2 separate regions of the Mus musculus genome follow, and region 1 is linked to region 2. Evidence: chromatin contacts called from public Micro-C data. All regions are on one chromosome and are shown on one strand. The core of a region is the stretch at or near the end of the contact, and the rest is flanking DNA. Distances in the headings are between cores, read along the strand shown.

The links. A called contact is a pair of places that touch in the nucleus more often than the background predicts.
Region 1: a Micro-C map of brown adipocytes shows a contact between it and region 2, with 2.2 times the contacts expected there. The contact joins two enhancer-like sites. A contact is called at or near these places in 1 of 484 Hi-C or Micro-C datasets (brown adipocytes), 1 of 115 datasets of contacts at active chromatin or transcription factors (microglia) and 1 of 9 other capture datasets (pancreatic islet).

Annotation. Positions count from the first base shown.
Region 1 is chr2:170,398,483-170,403,886 of GRCm38.p6, forward strand. The region is part of intron 4 of Bcas1 (breast carcinoma amplified sequence 1); the gene reads right to left. Among named protein-coding and RNA genes, the nearest start is that of Bcas1, 27 kb to the right of the region's middle. Within about 2 kb of position 3,054, at least 68 of the 459 cell types and tissues checked have an H3K27ac peak or open chromatin away from gene starts, as enhancers often do. A contact at or near this core is called in brown adipocytes, where this site is marked.
Region 2 is chr2:170,174,712-170,179,969 of GRCm38.p6, forward strand. Gm34403 (predicted gene, 34403) reads right to left here. Exons shown (of 3, transcript NR_166137.1): 3 at 2,578-3,206. Among named protein-coding and RNA genes, the nearest start is that of Gm34403, 7.4 kb to the right of the region's middle. Within about 2 kb of position 3,115, at least 22 of the 459 cell types and tissues checked have an H3K27ac peak or open chromatin away from gene starts, as enhancers often do. A contact at or near this core is called in brown adipocytes, where this site is marked.

The sequences.
Region 1 (5,404 bases), core at 1,804-4,303, 220 kb after region 2:
TTCCCAGGAGGACCGATGAAGGATGTTCTACTTACAATTCCAGTTTTGAAGAGGGAGACATTTTTGTATGAAAAGAATAAACACTTGCCAACAATCAAAGAGTAGAGTTGGGGTTGAGCCCCATCCCATATAACTGCAGTGAAAGGCGTTAGGCACCACATGCCTTAACTGCCTCATCTCCCTGCTCCAGGTTTACACAAGTACCTTCTCAGCAATGGATTCGAACTGAAGTCCATGCCTGCCTGTCATTCTTCACTGCTGTGTGTTTTCCTATGTGTCCAAAACCCATGCAATCTGTTTTGCTTAAAGATGTATGGGACCTGAGTCCAAGGCATGGACTGTAAACCCATGAAGGTGAAGAACATCCTAATGAGACAAGAGGGGACAAATAACACTCAGTGTGTGTGTGTGCAGATGTGTATATGTGTGTGTATGCGTGTATGTGTATATATGTATGTGTGTGTGTTTGTGTGTATGCATGTATATATGTATGTGTGTAGATGAGTGTGCATGTGTGTATGTGTGTATATATGTATATGTGTGCATGTGCATATGTGTGTGTACGTGTATATATGCATGTGTCTATGTGTGTGTGCATGTGTGTGCATGTGTGTATGCATATGTATGTGTGTATATGTGTGTGTATATGTGTGTGTGTATAATGTGCGAGTGTGTATGTGTGTGTGCAGGATTAATTTGGTATCCTAGCTCCACCCAAGCTCAAGGGAATAATCCAAATGGATAAAATCACTTGAAGAAAATCTTACAGTTCTGGACTTAAAGTTGTATCTATGACATGAAACCTAAAAGTCATGAAAAGAGAGAGTGGGAAGTAAAGATTCCAAATGTTCGTAAAAACCTCCATTAAGCAGGCTGTAGTAACAGGTGCCCAGATAGTGCTGCTGAAGTATAAATTAATTCAGTCTGGATAGAGGAAAAGTTGTTATTGCTTACCAAAATAAATAAATAAAAATAAATAGCCTAGCAATTCCATTTCTAAGAGTTTATTCTAAACCTAACATCACACAGGTCAAATGACTAATTGGAAGAAGATGCTTGCTGTAGGGAGAGTGACAGAAGAGTTGGGCAGACAGGCAAAGGTCATGGGTAAGTCAAGGTTAAATGTGTCGTGCATGGTATGTCTGTCTATTCAGTAGAACACTTCATAGACATGAGGAATGAGGAAGCGCTTTATGTGCAGGCAAAGAGTGTGTTAACTAAATAAAAGCGTGGTACAGTGTATATACTATATTACTATTTCTGGAAGACAGAAAAAAAATAAGAATTCAGATTTTATTTCTGTCTAAATAAATGATAGGAAGATACACTAAAATGCAAAGGGCAAGAAGAATTCAGTCAGTGGCAATGACAGACAAACGTATGGATTGCAATTTCTCGATTTGAGCCAGGAGAGTGCATTACTGCATTGCTGGTTTTAACTGTCACCTTGATGCAACAGAGAATCACCTGGGATCAGAGTCTTAATGAGGAATTGTCTCGATGTAGATGCCCTTTGGGCGTGTCTGTGGGGGGTTATTTTGATGGTTGATTTATGAACAAAGACATGGCCCTATGTGGGCGGCGCCATTCCCTATGCTGAGCTCTGGACTGGTTCAGACTAGAGAACTCCCTTAAATCAGTAACTAGCAGACTGAGCTCAGCCCGGACTTCCTGAAAATGATGGGCTGTAACTCAGGACTGTGAACTACAATAAAACCTTTTCCTCCTAAGTTGCTCCCCCCCCCCCCGCCCCCAGAATATTTTAATGCAGCAACAGAAGTACAACCAGGGCAGTCTATAACAGCAAAGGTTAAACAACTTGTGTAACTAGAGAAAGCATAATAATCGTCTCTAGGGTCAAAGTAAATGAGGCTGGGGTTTGGCTCCAGCTCTCAGGTCACCAGCTGAGAGCTTCTTGCAGGACCGGACTGTCTTTGTCCTTAATCTCAACTGTCTGCACTACAATTAATCGCACTAGTAAGGTTCCCAGGACACGCTAGAAGTATTCTTCAGGAAATGCCCAGAAACCTTTAAGCAAACAGGTGTGGGTAATTATTCCCTATGTCAGAAGCCTATGCGTTTTCCTCCGTCTGTTGGCTTCAAAGAGCAAACAGGAAGGCGCTCCGGATAAGCCACCCTAATCTGTTGGGTTGGGGGCCGCCTCTGCCTCACTGGGACTAGGTTTTCGATGAGGAAACCCATCTGTGATCCTCAGTCCCCTCCCTCTGACAAGTGCCAATCAATCCTCAGCCTCCTCGACAGCAGGGTCTTGGCAGCCCAAAGCCGGACTAGGGCTGACTTCATTTTGAATCTTTAGACCAAGAATCAGGGCTGAGAACGCAGGGGCTTCTGAACTGAGCTGGAGGAAGGTGCAGAAACCAGCAACCGGCTCCTTCAATCTCTAGAAATTGGAGCCGGTGCTGCCTGGGATCAAAGGAAAGTGAGGAATGCGGCTTTCCTCTCCCCCGGGGATGCAGGATGCTACAACTGCACCGTGGGTTTTGTCTGCCTCTCTCACTTCCCTTTCTTCTCCCCAGATCATTGGCACCTACACGGAGACCTTAGATTCAGGAAGAAAAAGATGTTTAGCTCATTCTAGGACATACAATTCAGATACTTATTTGCCTAAAAAGAAAGTAAATTAACAAGCACGAAGAAGATACTATTATAATTTTGTGGGTCTCACTGGTAACGGTTTGTTATTGTGATCCCCACCCCGTCCCCTCCCCCCATATAACCACAAAGCTCAGAGTTACTAAGGAAATCAAAGATGTATTATCGATGTAGGGATTTTTGTTTGTTTGTTTGCTTGCTTGATGCTCTTATTTGTCCCACGATTCCTATCCCGATTCACACCAGCTAATAAAAGTGCATTTTCATGTTTTAAGCTCATAGCGGGACTGGGAAGGAATGCAATTGAAGCAATCCAGGAAATGTCAATCAGGAAAGGGCGCCAAAATCTGCCACTGTCGCACAGTGCTGGAGACAGGCTTGTTTGAAAAGCCAGCGTTGTTTCAGAGCAATTGCCACACAAGGTCTGGATCGCTGAGTTTGGGAACTAAGCAGAGAGAAAATCATCTCTTGTGGGCGCCACTGTGATCGGCAAGGGAGGCCTGCAGATGTCCAGTGCGCCTCGGGATGCTCTTGTCCCACGGCGCCACCTACTGGACGAACAGGAGAAATGTTGGCTGTGTTTCTGTTTTGTTTTGTGTTTTTATTGTGTGAAACAGACAAACCAGGCTTGGCAGCTCACGCCTGTAATCCCAGCACTTGAGAAGCGGTGCTGGAGGATTGCAATATTTCTATATTGCAATGCCCTTTCACAATCCCCTCTTAAATTAAAAAAAAAACACCTAAAAATAGAGAAAACATAGAGGAATAAACAAATGAGGAAAGCGTACATCTACTGAGCCATCATGGGAAAGAAATTACTACTACTAATTTCAATATTTCCACTGCCCTTTCATGGTGGGCAAGTGGGTACATGAGGCTGTGGTGGAGAGTTACAACCTAGTGGGTTTTTCTCAATTCTAAACTTTCCTCTTGCAAAGGAAGCTAAAATTAAAAAAAAAAAAAAATCCTTGGACTGGGGATTGATCACTCAAATGCAGTGTGCTTATGTAGCATACACAAAGCCCGGAATGCCATCAGTAGAAAGTCAATAACGTTATGGATAAAATGTTGTCCAGTGCCTCAGTAAATAATTAACTTTAAACTGGGTCATTTGAAAGACAAGTGTACTGAAAAAAAATTTTTTTTAATTGTGTTGTCATCACACAGGGTTGAAACAAATTTCCTAGAGATAGCCATGCTCCTATCTGGGAAATGATCAGATCTCAAGTGGAAATCAAATAAATCTTAAAATGTAAAAGTCTAAGGGCTGGAGAGATGGCTCAGCAGTTAAGAGTCCTTTGCACCCACACAGCAGCTCACAAACTCCAGTAACTACAGCGGCAGGGATCTGACACCCTCTTCCGGCTCTGAGGGTGACACATGCTCATGGTACACAGACAAACGCCCAGACACGTAAAATACAAAGACACACATGCATGCACACATGCACGTGCACATGTACATACGTACATATGTATGTATGCATGTATGTATATTTGTTTGTTTCCACTTTCCTCTGCCATTTAATATATATTACATATTTATATGTATATTATATATAACATATATATATATATATATACACACACATTTATATGTGTGTGCGTTTGCACTCTCCTCTGCCATGTTTTCTGAGAGAGATCTAAGAATTCCTACTAAGAACTGCTTGGTGTTATGCAAAGAAACACAGAGAGAGAGAGAGAGAGAGAGACGCACACACATATGCACACAGACACACACACAGAAACACACACATTTTGTCCTTTTAGATAATGCTTTCCAAATTCTCCTCCCAGTCATTTAAATTTATTTCCTGTCCCAGTTTTTGTTGTTGTTTGTTTGCTGTTGTTGGTTTTGGTTTGGTTTGGTTTGGAGACAGGATCTTGTGTAGTCCAGGCCAGCCTCCTGCCCACTGTGTAGCAGAGGATAATCTTGAATACCCGATTCTCCTGCCTTCGCCTCCCAAGTGCTGGGATTACAGGCGTGCACCACCACATCCACTTTACTGTCCGCCTGTCTTCTTCCCAGGAGAGCAGCGTTTCTGAACGTAGTGCTGGAAAGAAGGCGATCAGGGAGCGGAAACAGCAGGCTTGCTCTTCAGACTGTGGTTCCTGTGGCTGGAGTGACCTGGGGGCCCGGAGCTGGCATCCCTTAGGAAAGTCTGCTGGGGCCTTCGAGAGGGCTCAGCAAGTCCGGGTGCACTGCTGCCATGCCTGATGACCAGAGATCGGATTCAGGGACCGACATGGTGGAAAGAGAGAATCGGCTCCCACAGGTTGTCCTCTGACCTACACGCATGCGTGTACTCATGCTGACAGACAGACAAACAACCCACAAATAAATAATAATGTAAATGTAATAAATAATAAATGTAACGAAAAGTTTGGGGGGGGGGAGGGTTGTGAAGACGGATACGATGAGATCACGCTAGAACTACCAAAGCCAGCCATCTTTCTCTTCTTGTACAGGGTTCCTGTTTAAATAAGCGCCGCAGAACTTGAATAAATTCATAAAGCAAAAAGAAGCATTTCTAGTTCCTGAGGAACCATTCCTGGCAACGACCGCTCCTCCTCGAGCCCACCACAAAGATACCCCTGGAAGGACTGAGAGAGAAACAGACACCCAGTGTTTTCTTTTATGAGCAGTAAAACCAGATTGCCATTGTAGGATCGTTTTGCGCACGTGCGAGATCTATTAAATGTTTATCTTAGAACCCTGGTTCACTTGGGGAGAGAGAGGGGGAAAAAAAAGCCCCGTCCCTGCCAGCCAGTTGGTTTGTGTGAATCACAGC
Region 2 (5,258 bases), core at 1,865-4,364:
GAGGAAACAGACTAGAATGTTGTTAAGATCATCCCACATGACCACTTGTCTTTCTGGTAAACTTTCCCACTGAGCACAGGAAATTATTCTTCCAATCCTTTGGGTTCCTCTGTGTGTGTGTCTGTGTGTCTGTGTGTCTCTGTGTGTGAGTGTGTGCTGTGTGTATGCAAGTGTGTGTATGTATATATGTGTGTGTATGTATGAATGTATGTGTGAGTATGTGTGTATATATGTGTTTGTGTGAGTATGGGTATGTATGTGTGAGTACGTGTATATGCATGTGTGTATTTGCGTATGTGTGTACTAGTGTGTATATATATGTGTGAGTATGTATGTATGTGTATATATGTGTGTTTGTGGGTGTGTGTGTACATATGTATATGTGTGTGTGAGTGTGTGTGTGTGTGTGTGTATGTGTAAAGTCCAGGGCAAGTGCTCAATGGTTGGACCCAGTTTTATTTTTATATCCTCTTAGACAGCAGTCAGTATTCAAGGCTCTCCAATTTTTTTTCATTGTTTTTCTTTTTCACTTCATTTTGTTTTTCTGAGACAGGGTTTCTCTGTGCAGCCCTGGCTGTCCTGGAACTTGATCTGTAGACCAGACTGCCTTCAAATCCAGAGTTCCACCTGGCTCTGCCTCCCTAGTGCTGGGACTAAAGGGGTGTACCACTACTACCCAGCTTCTTCTTTGTATGACACGGTCTCTCTACACAGCCCTGGTTGTCCTGGAGCTCGCTATGTAGACCTGCCTGCCTCTGTCATAATGCCCAGAGTGTTTTCTTCTACTTTAAAATTAGAGTTTATGTGCATGTCTATGTGTGTGCTCACATGAGTCCAGAGCCCTTGGAGACCAGATGCAACGGATACATTGGAGACTGGGCTTACAGGAGGCTGGGAGCCACCCAAGTGGGTGTTAGGAACCAAACTCCAGTCCTCTACAAGAGCAATCCTCCTGCCTCGTCTTCTCAAGTGCTGGGATTACAAGCTGTGTGCCACCACTTCCTGTTTAATGCAAAGCTGGAGATAGAACCCAAACCCAAGGCTTTCTACACTCTGAGCAAACCCTCCATCAGCTGAGATCCACCCAGTCCTGCCTGCTGCCTGCTTCTTTAGCTGTGAGGCCTCGCACTGGGGCTAATTCAGTTTCCTCTCTTATCATGGTCATCAGGAGCATGTCCCAAACAGCTCTGTTTCCATCCTCTGTGATGAATCTGCATTTATATCGTGTTTTGATTGGTTTGTTTTTTTTTAGAAGACTCTTTAGAAAGGTTGGACAGATGGCTTTGCGGGTAAAGGTACCCACCTCCAGGTCTGACCATCTGAGTTCAGTCTCTGCGTGCCACGTGTGTAGGAGAGAATTGACTCCTGTAAACTGTCCTGTGACCTCCACACTTGCACCATGGCACGTGCAATAAGTAAATAAATGTTTTTTTTTTTTTAATGAAGGAAGGTTCTTCACAGGAAAACATGCATGTATGCCCCGAAAGTTTTTACTGTGCAACTTTTTGATGTTTACTTTTAAAGAGTGTTTTAAGGTTTCAGTATTTTTGTTGTTATTATTATTATTATTATTGACAAATAAAAGATGAAGTGAACAGCAACTCTTATAATAGTTTTTCTATTTGCCAGAGGTAGATCTTTCCAGCCAAGTAGGGGTTTGCCAAACCTGGCTAGGATCTAAGGCTCCAGTGTAGGGGGGAAGGGGTGCGTGTGAGAGGTATGGGGGAGGGGGAGGAAGCAGCTGATGCCATTGAAAATGAGGAAAGCCCTGCCCAGGCTGTGTTCCCAGCCTTGCTCACAGTACCACACATTCATCTGGGGAAATTTTTACATTTGCCCTCTGAGCCCTGGAGGAGGGGGGAGGAAGAAGAGAAGGGGCGAGCAGGGGGAGGGTTGGCGGGGCGGGGGGGGGGGTGTCTGGGGGGGAGGAAGGGAAACCAGGAATGTCACACACTTCACAGAAGGAAGCAGAGGTATCAGCTGGCCACTGCAACATCAATTTAAAAGCATCAATAAATAATGGAGCCAGGCGTGCAGCAGACTGGCCACCAGAACCAGCTCTGCTTTTAGGATTCCAATGTTGCTGTTTGGAACTTGGCTGGCGGCTCCTCTGACCTGTCTCTGGACAAGGCCCGATGGTGAATGGCATCTGTTGATTAGTTTTAAACACTCTTTTCAGAATCTCTTCTTCTTGCCCCACCCCCCACCCCGGAAAAGATTTTAATACATTCCGAATTTCTTTTTACAATTCTAATGTATTTTAAAATTAGGATTATTCCTAAACCGCGTATTCTGTCTTTGTCTTTTGATTTATTTGTAGTTTTCACAGTGTCGGGATGGGACCCCGGGTTTTACACATGCTAAGCAAGTATTCCACCTCCGAGCTACATTCTGAGTTCCCAAACTATGCTTTTGTAGTCGTTGTTTGTTGCTTTAGTTTTGTTTTGAATCCGGGTCTCTCGTTGTTACTCAGGGTAGCCTCTTAGCTCTTGATATTTCTGCCTCAGTGCTGGGATTGTATGTATGTGTCATTCAGTGAATGTTTGCTTCCGGCAAAGAAAAGAGCTCCCCTCCCAGTTTAACCATGTTATGTTTTAATTCATTTTTGCACCAAGAAGCATCCACATGACACTGTAATAGATGATCAATCACTTCTAGATTCCTAATGTTACAAAACCATAACGTTTTCCCAGAAAGCTTCGTGTACCCTCTCTATAAAACTACCCTCCTGAGGCTGAATTTAAAACTAGAGCTGGTCCCTGTGACCTTCGAGTTAGCTGTTTCCGAGTGTCCCTTGCCAAATGATAAATCATAACTCTTTCAACTTCCCCAGAGGCTTCAACACAGAGAGAACAAAGTCCACCAGAGTTCCGAGGCTCTGTAAGGCACACTAAGAGGACTACTCCCCAAAACGTGTAATTCTCAGAGCAGTGGAAACTCTCTCCCAAATAGCGATGTCTTCCCCTGGGAGTACCGGGATTTGGGTAGGGGGAAAGATGTCAGGCCAAAAGCTGCCTTGGGCAAACACGGGTCACCATTGCAGGAGTTGCCTGGCGTCTTTGGGGGTTTAACGCCCTTCATCGCAGAACTGAGCCGGGAGTGTTGAGTGACTAAGAAGTAAGCAGCCCGGGTTTCAAAGCTGCGGACGCTGGAGCGCATTTCCAAGGCTTGTCTGCTGTAAGGATGGCACCGTCCTCCTCTTAGATCTGTCTCAAGAGAATTGTATGTTTTACTTTATAAAACATACAGTATGTCAAAAAGGCAAATGGTCCCCCAAACAGTGCTTATGAAATACCCCCAACCACCAGGCTTTTTTTTTTTCTTTAGACGGGGTCTTACTCTTATGGCTCAGGCTAGCTTTGAAATCCCTATGTAGCCCAAGCTGGCTTTGAACCCCAAATTCACCTACCTTAGTTTCCTGAGAACTGGGATTACAAGCATTCGCTCCTATCTCCTTCCATTTTGAAACAGGCTCTCCCTACAGACAGACCTTCAAGCTCAGCCCTGTCTCTGCCTGCAGGAGGCTGCACCCTCTAGCTTCTACCCACTTTTCAGAAACTCCATGGATACGGGGGGGGGGGGGGGGGGGGCTCACAGGTAGCTCAGGAGTACAGCTCCCCACAGTACACTGTATTTAGGATATTTCAACCAAGTTCCATGTTTTCTAAGATTGGGATTTGCCCCTTCCTGTATTTCCAGTCTTCCCCAACTAAATCTTTCACGAGGCATGTGGAACTTTTTTTTTTTCTTTTCTCCCCCACCCCCCACCCCAGATCTCATTACGGATGGTTGTGAGCCACCATGTGGTTGCTGGGATTTGAACTCAGGACCTCTGGAAGAGTATCAGTGCTCTTAACCGCTGAGCCATCTCTCCAGCCCAGTATGCAGAATTTTAAATGTCCAGAAAATTGTAGCTCCTTTTTTCTTTATGTAGTCAACAGGAAGGAGGAGGAAGAGGAAGAAGAAGAGGAAGAGGAGGAGGAAGAGGAGGAGGAGGAGGAGGAGAGCAGCAGCAGCAACAAGAACAACAACCCATGGACTAGGCATGGAATAGGAAGTAAGCATTCAGCCTTAGACACAGTGAAATGCATCTGGTCTCGGCTGGATGTGCTGCCTCAGGCCTGGGTGATCCTGGAACTCCAGGGTCTTGAGGTAGGAGGATCTGAGCAAGTTCAAAGCCAGCCTGGTGTACATAGCAAGAGCCCAGGCTGTTCTGGCCTAGATAGTGGCACCCTGTCTTTAGGGACAAAACAGTTCGGTCTCACAGAAATGATTTAAACTAGAATTCCTTAAACTTTCTATAGTTTCTGTAGAACATTCTATTTAGGGGCATAAATCAGTGGTTAGCAGAGCATACGGTAGCATGCTAGAGAGCTCGGGTTTGGTCTCCAGCATTACAAAAACAGAATCAAAGGAAACACGACACACGCAGACCTCGTTGTGTGGTAGTTTCATTTATGTAAGTATGTATTATACATATTCATGTTACACACATGAGTAAATACATATAAATATATATCACACATATATATACATGCATACACAGATACAACTATATAATACACATATATGCATTCACACATACACATGCACATATACAATGCATACAAAATTTATATGCTTAAATGGACAATTCAGGGAAGTTACTAAGAAAGCTGACTTGGAATCCGACACACTAAAAGCACCACCATTTTGAGTGTGAAACCATACAATTTCATTGATTTCTGTTCTTTAATTACGTAAGAAGATCGTTGAGGCCTGGAGAAGCTGTGTATCTTACCCTGGGATCTTTGAGACTTCCCCTCTGGTCATGCCATATAATTTTGCCCTTAACCTCAAGAGTTTCTGTGTCCTTATCGGTAGGTAAGACAGACTCTCAGGGATCGGGGATCTGGAGGCAGTGAAATGTGCAGGCTTTTGAAAGAGCAAGGTTTGGAGCAAAGAGAAGGAACATTTAAAAGTACATGAGGCTGGTGGAGACTCCAACTTGTGACCAGGGGATCACTCTGCTTGGGCTCTGGACAGCTTTTAAGTGTCTTTCACCAAAAGGCTAAGCTATGGGGGGTGGGGTTTCCTTCTCCGTGGACTCTGCACATTTTCCACCAGCCCCCAATCTCAGAAGAATAGGCTTGAACCCCTTCCTTCCACCCAATACCCCCAACTGCCAGCATCCTGCCTCCTCTAGTCTCCTCCTGCCTCCTCCTGCCTCCTCCAACCTCCTCTAGTCTCCTCCTGCCTCCTCCAACCTCCTCCTGCCT